Linked DNA regions of Sus scrofa: regions 2 and 3 are each linked to region 1. A link is a contact called in public Hi-C data. All regions are on one chromosome and are shown on one strand. The core of a region is the stretch at or near the end of the contact, and the rest is flanking DNA. Distances in the headings are between cores, read along the strand shown.

Region 1 (3,656 bases), core at 198-2,697:
GGGAGGGAGTGCCCAGCCGGTGTACGAATGCCGCATGCCAGCCGGAGCGTGGGTTCCAGACGCACAGCGCGCACGGAACATTTAGGCGTCCAAAGCGAAGGCGCGGGGGAAGCCAGGGGGCCGAGTGGCTGTCAGTTCCGGTCAGGGACGGAACTGGGCACCATAGCCAGGGGCCCAGCTGGCCCTGTGGAGAGGGGAAATGTAGAAGCCGAGCACCCGGGAAACCACCCCCCGGCTAGAGGCGGCCAGTTGCAACTTCAAAGGAGGGCTAGGAGCTGGCGAGGGCGCGGGGGCGTGTGTGTGTGTGTGTGTGTGTGTGTGTGTGTTCAGCTTCTTCCCCGGTCGTAAACCTAAACGGAAGACGGGTGTTAAAGTACTGCTGACAGGATCGCCTGAAACATGTTTACAGTAGGAAAGACTTTCCTCCAAAAAGCACAGCCTGAGTCGATTCCAATTTATTTCCTCCCTGTAACCATAATCGCAAGGCCAGTCTCAGCCGGCGCGGCGGAACGCGGCTGAGCACCATTAATCCCCGCCGAATCCTCTCCGAGCTCAGGGCAGGAAGAGCGCCGAGCCTGCGCCACCGAGTCGCTGCGCTCGGTCAGGCGTCTGGCTGAGACCATCTTTCCAGGAGGAGGGGTATCCGTTGCCAGTCCTTAAGTAAAGCGCGCCTCCTTTGCAGCGGCTCTCGGAGAGAGACTTCTAACTACTTGCAGCTTCAGCAAGATACGGACACGGTAATTGATAACTGCCCGGTTCACTTACTAGACCCAAACCGGAGCTAGCCTTGGCGTCTCCAGTGTCTGGGAGCTTTGACAAGTGAACAGGAGGCCAAAACTGTTCGTTGCCCCAAACTCGATTTATGATTTAAAAAAAAATCATCAAGATTCATCGACACACTCTATAACCTCTGATCATTTAAACTGCTACCTAAACACGTTGGAAGAGTGTGGGATGATAAGGGTTCGGGAGAGGTGGAAGGGGGAGAAGAAAGAAGTCTGACAGTCTCCACGTTTTCCCACGTCTCCATGCGAGTGCAGGGAGGCTCAGCGCTGCCACCTGGCGGCGGCTTCTCCCCGGATTGGGAGCCGGCTGGTGGCAGAGCAAACCCAGGCTCCCAGTGGGTGTGCCCTGCTCCTGCCTCGCGAAATGGGGCAGACAGAAGCTTGTATTTATGCTTCAAATCTCCGTGGCCCAGTGGAAACACCCGTTTTCTTCTTGTTCTCATGAGGATACTGAAAGGAAAGGAAAAATGAGTTGGCGCTGGTATGAAGTGCATACATAAACCTACCAGGTGCCAGTCACTGATTAGGAAGGGGTAGAAAATGGTAAAAAGTTATTAGAAATGCAGGGTTTTTATCTTTCAGTTCATTCTAATAGTAAAAATCATTCATGGACTTCATTTTACCCCCAGACCCTATTTTGATATTTTGCAAATAAGAATTACTTCCATACATTAATTTTCAACATGCCCCCCAACCCAAAGGAAAGTCCAGTTCTAGTACAACTTCATCAGCCCCCCCAAAATGGAGTGCAAATTACGTTTGCCTACCGGATTGAGAAGAAAAGGAGCTTTGGATGGAGGGTTCTTTGCCATAAAGTATGGAACCAAAAAGCCTGAGGCCTTTTAGTTGGCAAAGGCCAAGGACATCAAATTTCTCAGGCTTCTTCCCTATCTACTAAAGTAACAAAGACAAGTATTTCTTTTCTCTTTATTTTCTTTGAACTGAATACTTGTTAGGTCAGAACAGCGCCTACAATCATAGTTTCTATAACCAAGGCCAGGCAAAATCTTGCAAATCAGTGCAAATCCAAGAGATCTGTTAAACTAATTTCCCTTCAGATTTTTTTTCCCCTCACTATGCTATAGGAATATATTAAGCAGTGGGATACAATCTTATTTCTATCTATACCCCATACCATTTTATGGATTGATATTTTATGTTGTACAGGTGTGCGGAGCAGAATAAAAGAACTAGCAGATATTATATTACATCTCAAATAGTTTCATTATTAGTTTAATAAATGAAACAAGATTAAAAATATTTACATTAATTCAAAATTTGGAATGTATAGCATCATTGCTAATAAAAACAATTACTCTATTATTCTAAAACAGGAATTTTTTTTTGCAAAATTATCTTGGTTTACTGTTAATGTGGCTTAAAGAGTAGCATTAAGAATTACTTCATGTACTGCAAAGCCAGCAGAGGGAACACTGAGTACTGATTTAGTAGGGGCCACCAAGTATCTGGTATTTGGGGAAAAAAAAATGTCAGTAATGGAAAATTGGTTACAAAGCATGTGAAGTTAGGTAGTGAGAACACAGAAATCTTTTCTCATTACTTGCTATTCAGAGGCCTAATACATTCCAGTGTGCACATACTCAGTTGGTGAGAAAAATGACTTTAGTAAAAGGCCATTTGTCACATGTTTTGTTACATTTTAAGAGGACTACTAACACATAAGAACAAACCTATTTCAGCAGTCTGTGCATTCATGTATACCCTAAAACTCTTATAAAGTCAATGGAAATTACTAACAATGTATTTCTTTAATTCTAAGAACTTTTTCATTTTTAACTTCTCAGATGTCTTACAACCATGGGGGTATCAGTGTCATTGGCAGTTGTTCTCTCTTAAGGACATATAACAATAGTATGTCTTGAAGACATTACTTAGATTTGTTGAAATATGGGAAATACAGCTAACAATATAAATAGGCCAGTGGCTATTTTTTTTTTTTAGTACACACTTTAAAAAGATCTGTGTGCTTTAAACATAAACAAAACTACTCTGCTTTAACTTCACTTTTCCCTGATAATATTCACTGCTAGAAACATAAACAGCTTGGGAAATATAATCAATTATATTGATACTCACCTTGACTGAATTATCACAAACTAGCTACACCCTCAAATCCTTAGTTGGTACAAGTCCCCAAATAAACATGGTGTTTATTCTTTTTTTTTATTCTTGTGGAAATATTGATTTTATAAATAATAGACCTCTTAGAGTAATTTTTATGTCAGACTGATAACATGTACGGGTGTGTTGTGGTATGCATACCAAAGAAAATGAAAAGCATGATAACACACCCAATTTTGTTATATGCAAAAGAAGTGCCTGCGGGTTTTTAATTTGTTTGTTTGTTTTTAAGATTTGTTTCTCCTTCTAAAAGAAAAAGCATATAACTTGGGTAACTACTGGTCAAAAATTATTTGCTTTTACCCACAAAAACATTCTTGCATGTGGTTAATCCTTAGAGGTCCAGTCAGATGTCTCCAAAGGGTGTTCTTTCCAGTAAAATTCTACATCTGACAACCTGGGCCTCTCGCCAGCCTACATACTTTAAAAGTTTGACAAGATAAATAGAAATCTACTGCCTCGCACTAGTTTGATCTGAATAGAAAGCTGACTTAAATTATGTTAGGTTAGCCCTACCTAACCACTTAGCATTGGCTGATAGAAAAACAGTTTACTATTAAGGTGTTAAGGAAGACCAATTTTTAGTAGAATTTTAATTTTCATACCTTAGACCAAAGGTAATTTTCATGGCTAAATTAGCATGTATTCTGACTACGAAAGCACATTTTCTTTGCTGCGTTCTTCACAAGGCTCTTCATGAAGTTTCTTTTCAAATCATTAGGACAATAG
Region 2 (3,758 bases), core at 1,030-3,529, 200 kb before region 1:
GTCTGGGATGTTTTTTCAACTCTTTTGATGAAGCGCCCTGGTGCCAGGCTAAGCAGGCAACGGAATAGGTCGGTCTGGAAAGTAGGAGCGAGTTCCCAGCTGGAGACTGGGTTTTGATCATCCCTGTGGAGCTATTCATTGACATCAGAGCTGAGGGGAAGAGTTTCAGGCAAGGATGTGGAAAATGGAAACAAATTTTCACAGCACCCTGAATCCTCTGGAAGGTGTGGATAAGCTCCATGGGGCTGATCTCCTGCGTATGAGGGAGAAAGAAGGAGAAAAAAGAGAGTCCAGTGTAGAAATTCGGAAGCCACAGCATGTAGAGAATTCCTATGGCACAGAAAAAGGATGTATTACAGGTTGTGCTGCTTTTCTAAAAGTAAATGAGGAATCCAGGTTATTAAGCCTTTTGAAGAGTATTTTGGAGGCAAATAAAGCCTTCTGTGAAAGTTAATTTCTAAAGATGTATAGACTTGGTACTGAACAACTGAACTTAGAGTAACAGCATGAAGGAGAAGAAGACGTAACAATAAGAGCCTTGAAGCAATAAGGTGCTGTCATAGCATGGTGGGTGTGATTTGTGGTTCAAAAACCACATATGGTGCATACAGTGGGATCCAGACCTGAGGAGACACGGTTTCTGAAGCCACATTTATGTTAAAGATCATTCTCTCCCTGCCCTCCAGTTCCTTAGAGGAGAAAGAATTGGAGGCACATGTTAAAACCCACTATGTAAATGGTATAGTTCATTTTAAATTATCACAGTGTGCCTTGTAAACTGAATCTGGGTTGCCAGATTTAGCAAATAGAAATGTGAGATGTGGAGTTAAAATCGAATTTCAGGTAAACAATGAATAATTGTCCCAGGGTACATCTGTCTCATGCAATATCCGTTCTGTATTTTATAGGACGACCGTAAACAGAATCTCATTCTCATTACAGTATCATAGTCAACTTTCGCAACAAAACCTAGTGTTTTGCTCATGAGGATCTAAGTGAAAGGCCTTCTAGGTTTCTCTTTTGTCCTCTGAATCAACTGGGTGTCCTCAATCTCCACCACATCCTGTTAATTTCCTATAAAATCTCCATTCCTTATATACCAATGGCTTAAGGAAACATTCCCAATTCTTACCTCCTGAATAGGCTGGATCCTTCATGTGGTTGTTGACTGTTAACCCTTTTCTTCTAGTGCTTCCTTTTCCTTCTATTCACCTCCTCCCTCCCCCGCCCAGCACTTGACTTTTCAGATGGTCTCTTGCTCTCCAGGATGAGCCTCCCCTCACCTGTAGACGCTGCTTCACACTCCCAGCTGGGGGCCAGCCTTGCCCACTTCCAAGTAGAAGGTGGTTTTGAGGGTCACGGCCAAGGGTCACCTTCCTTACTGCAATTAGCAAGCCAGACAGATCTGATAGATCCTCCCTAACTATTCAGGCTGAGAATTTCATGCCCACGATGGCCAGGATGAGGAGAGCAGACCCCTTTACTGAGCACTATCTCTTTAAGGCTGAGTTCTACAAGGTTTCCACAGCAAAGGCTGCTCGGACAGGCCCTGAGGGAGTGAGGGGCAGTTCTCAGCAATCATGTGGTTTAGGCAGAGGCACGTCTACGAGTATTTTTACACTATTTTATAATACTAGACTGGGGCGGGGGGAGGGCATTGCACAATTTTCTTAGGCGTCTAGACTCCAGCTCAAAGCCTCATTCCCAAGAACCCTTTCATATTTATTCACCCTGAAATAAAAAGATTTTAATTTGAGCTGACAATCTCGACATTTCATTAGCATCAAAACCAAGTAAAATCAATGCATGTCACCAGGATTGTTTATTACAGGGAAGGACTCACAAAGTATATGTAACCAAAGAGTGGCAGATTTCATCCAACAGTTATAGAAAGAAGATGCCTTTCTTTGCAACTGATGTACTTGGTCCCATGGGGTCCACTGAAGCTGCTCTCCCTGGTGTTCTCTGAGGCATTATCTCAGCATCTCTTGTGACCCAGAGCCCTTGGTCCTCTGAGACATTCTGTCCCCTGCCCAGACTGGCAGTGAGACAAGCCATGTCTTTTTTTGACCAGAGGTTATGTCTACCAGCTCAGTACCTGGCTATAGTTTCTGCAGTGGCCCAGGGTGGGTTAGATCTGGGCAGGATCGAGGCAAGCCCCAGGAACCACTCCTAGCTAGTTAAAACATTATTTCCATGTGAGCTAATGCCATTCCTACTGCTTTTCATGGAAACAGCTCAGCATTATCTAGCAACATCTGGAATGACTCTCTGTCTTTTCCTTCGGAGTGCGAACACTGTCGGAGAGTTTTACTTCATATGACTGTTTGCCCTGCAAATGTGATTATTGTTGTGACTGCATTTATCCACGTGGACAAATGAGTTTGTTCACGTAAGAATCTTTGGGGCCGAGGCGAAACAAGGACCCTCTCAGAAACACAGGCTTTTTGCCACCCTTCATTCCTTCTAGCTCACAGCTATTTTTACAGCAGCTCTAGAGTCTGGCGTGTTGGGAACAGGCCAAATGTTTTGGGGTGTGTCTGTGTGGATTCAGCAATCTTTGGAGAAAAAGCAGCAGCAGAAAACAATTTTCCTTTCCTTGACTTCTAAGCACTTCGGTTCTTCTGCATCATGTATGTGAACGTTTTGCTAAGTTGTTTTATATTTAGGGGAGTAGACTGTATTTTAATATTCTCCGTAATCTTGTTTTTCATTTCCTCTGGAGCCTTTTATTCTACTGCCAAATCGCTGACCTGTCTAACCTTTGCTGCAAGGATAAACTCTGACCTTCATGGAAATTCCACCATCTCAGGAAAGGAAAACTTTAGCCCCAGCCAGGTCTAGAATCTTGCAATGAAAGGAAGCTGAAATGAGATTTTTATTGGAATAAGGCAATGCCAAATGGTTTACTCAAAACGAGCATTTTAAAGAGTTTCTTTGGTTAAAAAATTGTCTCCAGCATTCTTGTTTTAAAATATGTAGCTTCAGATGGTGCCTGGAATTAGACTGTTAAAAAAAATAGGAAAATAATAACAAACTCAATATTTTCTTATAGTGTACAGATCCTAAGTTCAAATCCTAAAATTATATAATAACGATTCTAGTTCTTATTGTCAGGAAGATGAAAAGCTACTTCATGAATGATTAGTCTTCCTCTTCTCTGTCTTCCCATTCCCCTTCCCAGTGGAAGGGCATTTTCTGTCCCTAAATATGTTGTGATGTTGCTTTTCCAGACATTTAATTCCATGGGCTGGGAAGGGCTCATTAAGACGGGCATGATTGGGTATTCTTTTTGTGGAGAGGGGAGCAGTATCAAGCCATATAGTTACACTAGGTGCCTAAGTGTTATTTGATTCCCAGAAAGAATTGAGTATTAGTCTAAGGTGAAAATAGAAATCTACGGTCATTGAATTCAGATCTGGGTACAGATATCTGCTCCTGGTTCAGGGACAATGGAACCGTGCCATGGAAAGAGGCGCATGGGACCATCTTTCCAAAGTCTGAGGGGCTGTAGAACATGGAGTAGAAATCACTGTTAAGTGGCTGAAAAATAAGGGTCAATAGGAGAGATGCTATTAACCCATACACCTTCTTGTTGGCATTTCACAAACCTTCTTCCCTCCATCAAAAGCAGGAGAAACAATGAAGCAAATGTCTGTATTGAGCACCTAGTATATGCTGTGAGGTATTTCAAGAGGGAAAGACGGAGTTCTTACCCTGCCACGTGGCCATGTGCAAGGGCTAAGCCACGGTCACAG
Region 3 (3,364 bases), core at 202-2,701, 220 kb before region 1:
GCATCTTTGTTTTCATGTTATACCACTTACAGGGCTACCTTTAGGCTCTGCTCTCTGGATTCCAGTCTTGATTTCCACTGAGAGAAAAACCTCACTCAATTTCATAGTACATTAGGGGGAAGAAGGGCTATGAGGGTGTGAGTGGGGTGGGCGGGGGCCTCACCTGCAGTGCAGGCCAGTGAGGCAGGAAATGACACCCTTCATCACTGCATTCTCGTCTACACTCGGTTCCATCCCGGTGGCCAGGCACCTTCATCATCGCTGCCGAGGCTGGACGGGCTTGTTACACCTCTCCATGCTTCCAGAGGGTTCTCCCTGAGCTCTCGACAGGATGATGAATGGTGCTTTGGGTCAACCCTAAAAGACTGAGGAGACAAATATACCTCATTCGTGGGAAAACAAGCCCCAGGACATACATTATCGAAGAAAAATGAGATGGCCAGTGAGCTGTTTGTTAGGTATGTATCAGCTTTCATCTTTATTGTAGGACTTTATTTGGTTTTTATGTGCATATGCATATGTATGTATATTTTTAAATATGCTTACGTATATAGTATATACACACACTTTATTAAAAACAAGCACTAGATACTAGAAGATTATTCAGGGATTGCTTTTCTTACATCCTTTTTCTTGTTACAAAAGGTAGAGAAGACTTGGATAAAAGTAAGTCTCAACAAAAAAGAAGCAAAAAATAATCTATATTTTAAAAATCACAAAAACAGGGAGTTCCCATTGTGGCTCAGTAGAAATGAATCCGACTAGTATCCATGAGGATGTGGGTTTGATCCTTGGCCTTGCTCAGTGTGTTCAGGATCTGGCCTTGCTGTGCCTGTGGTGTAGGCTGGCAGCTGCAGCTTCGCTTTGACCCCTAGCCTGGAAACTTCCACATGTCGGGTGGGGGTGAGGCCCTAAAAAGCAAAAAAAAAAAAAAAAAAAAATGCAAAAAAAAAATCACAAAAGCAAATCACTATTAACCATTTGGAATCTATCTTCCAGTTATTTTTTTGATGCACAGAGAAACATTTCTTTGCCGGCGCCCCCCAACCCCACCCTCACCCCGGTAGGATCGACTCCAGGATTCCTAGAGATAAAAGAGATGAAATAGTGAAACAGGAAGCAGCACAAACATGTCACAAGGTAAATCCTCACAACATGTTACTTGATCTGAGCCTGCTCACTCAGTGTCGCAGAGCCGTCCTGAAGAACCAGGGAAGAGCAGGTGTGAGGCCTGGAAAGTGTGCAGCATGCTCCCTGGGGGAGGCCATCAAGGGCAGCAAGGGAGCCAGCATTAGAGCCCAGGGCCTGGGCAGCCGCTTGGGTTCTCAGACAGGCTCTTTGCATACTTTTGCTGCAGAAAGTTGAACCAAGTTCAAGAAGTTGGTGACTCGGCTAATGGCCTGGAGAATGAGGAACTGGATGGGGTGAAGTGCTCCAGAGGAATGTCTGGCACAGAGTCCTTATTTCCAGAACTTTCCAGTGCTGGCAGGTGTGAGATTGTGCAGTCACGGCGATCCTTGCCAAGGGGATTGAGCGCGAACTGCCGAGCACGGAGGGGAAAGTCCCTTGGTGGGCCGTGTGTGCTGTTAAGGGCAAGTGACAGAAGAGGGTACAATAAACACCAGTTCCAAAAACACTTTGCAGTCCTTGGGACTTGGCCAGTCACAGAGGCAGAGCGTGTTGGCCAGATCTGACGTGTGTGGGGGGGGAGAAAAAGTGATGAGACAAAGCTTGTCTTTTTATAGTGTTCTGTTTGTACCAAGTGACTCATAGCACGAGGTGAAAATATTTGAAAAGACAAGGAAGGGGAAAAAACGTGCTGGTTGATATTCATGAAACTGAAGCTTTTGAGTATCATCTTTCCCCGTCTCTACCTAAAACGTGGTAGGCATCCCAGCCTTCTTTCAAGTCCAGCTAAGTTACACATGCACGAGGTTTTGTTGTAAGCTTTGACCTGAGGTAAAAATCTGCTTCCAAATACTTTTCAGTCCCTGTCTTTAAGAGAAGAAATGGATGGATGTAGCCATGGGTGCCCCAGCTATGGAAGGGGGAAGGAGCCCTGGGTCTGCAGAGAGTCAGGGTCTGAGGACAGAGGTCAGAGGTCAAAGGATGAGCCTGTGACTGAAACATGTACAGTTTGATTTTGAGTTCTAGGGTAAAAGCCTTTTCCCACTCTGCCTCCTTTCTCACCTCTCTTCATTCTGCTCGTTCCTGGCTTGATGACCGCATTATCTCAAGTGAAGTTGTGGTGGAAATCCTGTGAAATAAGTGACCTCAGACAAAATCCCCTCCTGGTCTGGCATTCTGTGGTCAGCAGAGGCAGTCAGGGGTAGTTATTAATTAACCTTTTAGTGCTGGCTGTGTCTGTTGGCCGCAAAACACACAAAGGCCTTGGTATAAAAACAGCAGCCACAAATCACAGCTCAATAATTTCCTGGGTTTATGTGAACAAATATTCAGAAAAATGGAAGGTACTGTGTATTCAATAGCCTTAAAAAAAGAAAAATCAGTCACAAAATTGCTATGGGTAGAAAGTCAGCTCTTTAGAGGGAATTCTAGGACTGGCTCTGGTGCCATTTACGAGGGCAAGTAGCTTTCCTTTTTCCCATACATAAAATGAGGAGGCTGAATTGAAAGATTGCTAGGGTTTCTCTTCTTCTCCTTCTTCAAAAAAAACTTATATGATTTCATGATTCGTCTGCCTCAGGCAGCAGTTTGGGATTACCAGATTGAGCAATATTTGGGACATATTTATTCTAAAAAATCATGCGTTGTTTATCTGAAATTCAGATTTAGCTGGGTGTTCTGTATTGTATCTGGCAACCCTACAAGAGTGAAATTTGTGTTGGGAGGACAGCAGCTGACCCTGGCTCTGCTCCCTTGCCTGGGCAGCAAGGCGGGACCAGTAGAAGGCGCCTGTGGGAACCGGTCCCCTCCCACCCCATCCCAGGCAGCAGAACAGGAGGAGGCTGCCCCGCTCAACTTTGCTCACATCAGGGTCACGGCAAACTCAATTCTCTCCAGATCTTTGTCGGCAGAACAGCTCGAATCTGTATTTAATTTGGCCACCTTTCCAATCAGCACTAAAAACAACAACAACTCAAACAACTCCTTTTCAGTACAAGGAGACAATTTCTTATCTTTCTCTTTGGAGTTAAGTTCTAGCACATAACCAAGGAAGCAGGTCCACTCAACAGAAAATCTTGGACATTGTATGCATTGGAACAAAATTCACTTTGTGAGGATGACGTACCATGCACCTTGGTGAACAGTAAGAGTGCTCTGAATCCAGATGTAGGATATGCCTTCAAAAAAAAAAAAAAAAAAACCAAAAAAATGTGGGATGAGATTTATACGACTATAG

Evidence for each region. Hi-C and Micro-C count contacts between places; a contact is called where the count stands out from the background.
Region 2: a Hi-C map of omental adipose tissue shows a contact between it and region 1, with 2.4 times the contacts expected there. The contact joins the enhancer-like site here to the promoter of SOX4 in region 1. A contact is called at or near these places in 7 of 47 Hi-C or Micro-C datasets (alveolar macrophages, fetal skeletal muscle, mesenteric adipose tissue and 4 more) and 1 of 2 datasets of contacts at active chromatin or transcription factors (skeletal muscle).
Region 3: a Hi-C map of liver shows a contact between it and region 1, with 8 times the contacts expected there. The contact joins the enhancer-like site here to the promoter of SOX4 in region 1. A contact is called at or near these places in 11 of 47 Hi-C or Micro-C datasets (alveolar macrophages, fetal skeletal muscle, fibroblasts and 7 more) and 1 of 2 datasets of contacts at active chromatin or transcription factors (skeletal muscle).

What each region holds. Positions count from the first base shown.
Region 1 is chr7:16,885,387-16,889,042 of Sscrofa11.1, forward strand. SOX4 (transcription factor SOX-4) reads left to right here and starts at 1,448. Exons shown (of 1, transcript XM_013977467.2): 1 at 1,448-3,656.
Region 2 is chr7:16,686,757-16,690,514 of Sscrofa11.1, forward strand. No RefSeq gene overlaps it. Among named protein-coding and RNA genes, the nearest start is that of SOX4, 200 kb to the right of the region's middle. Within about 2 kb of position 2,280, at least 21 of the 83 cell types and tissues checked have an H3K27ac peak or open chromatin away from gene starts, as enhancers often do. A contact at or near this core is called in fetal skeletal muscle, mesenteric adipose tissue, omental adipose tissue and 2 more, where this site is marked.
Region 3 is chr7:16,663,455-16,666,818 of Sscrofa11.1, forward strand. The region is part of intron 1 of LOC102160563 (a long non-coding RNA gene); the gene reads left to right. Among named protein-coding and RNA genes, the nearest start is that of SOX4, 220 kb to the right of the region's middle. Within about 2 kb of position 1,452, at least 32 of the 83 cell types and tissues checked have an H3K27ac peak or open chromatin away from gene starts, as enhancers often do. A contact at or near this core is called in fetal skeletal muscle, liver, mesenteric adipose tissue and 2 more, where this site is marked.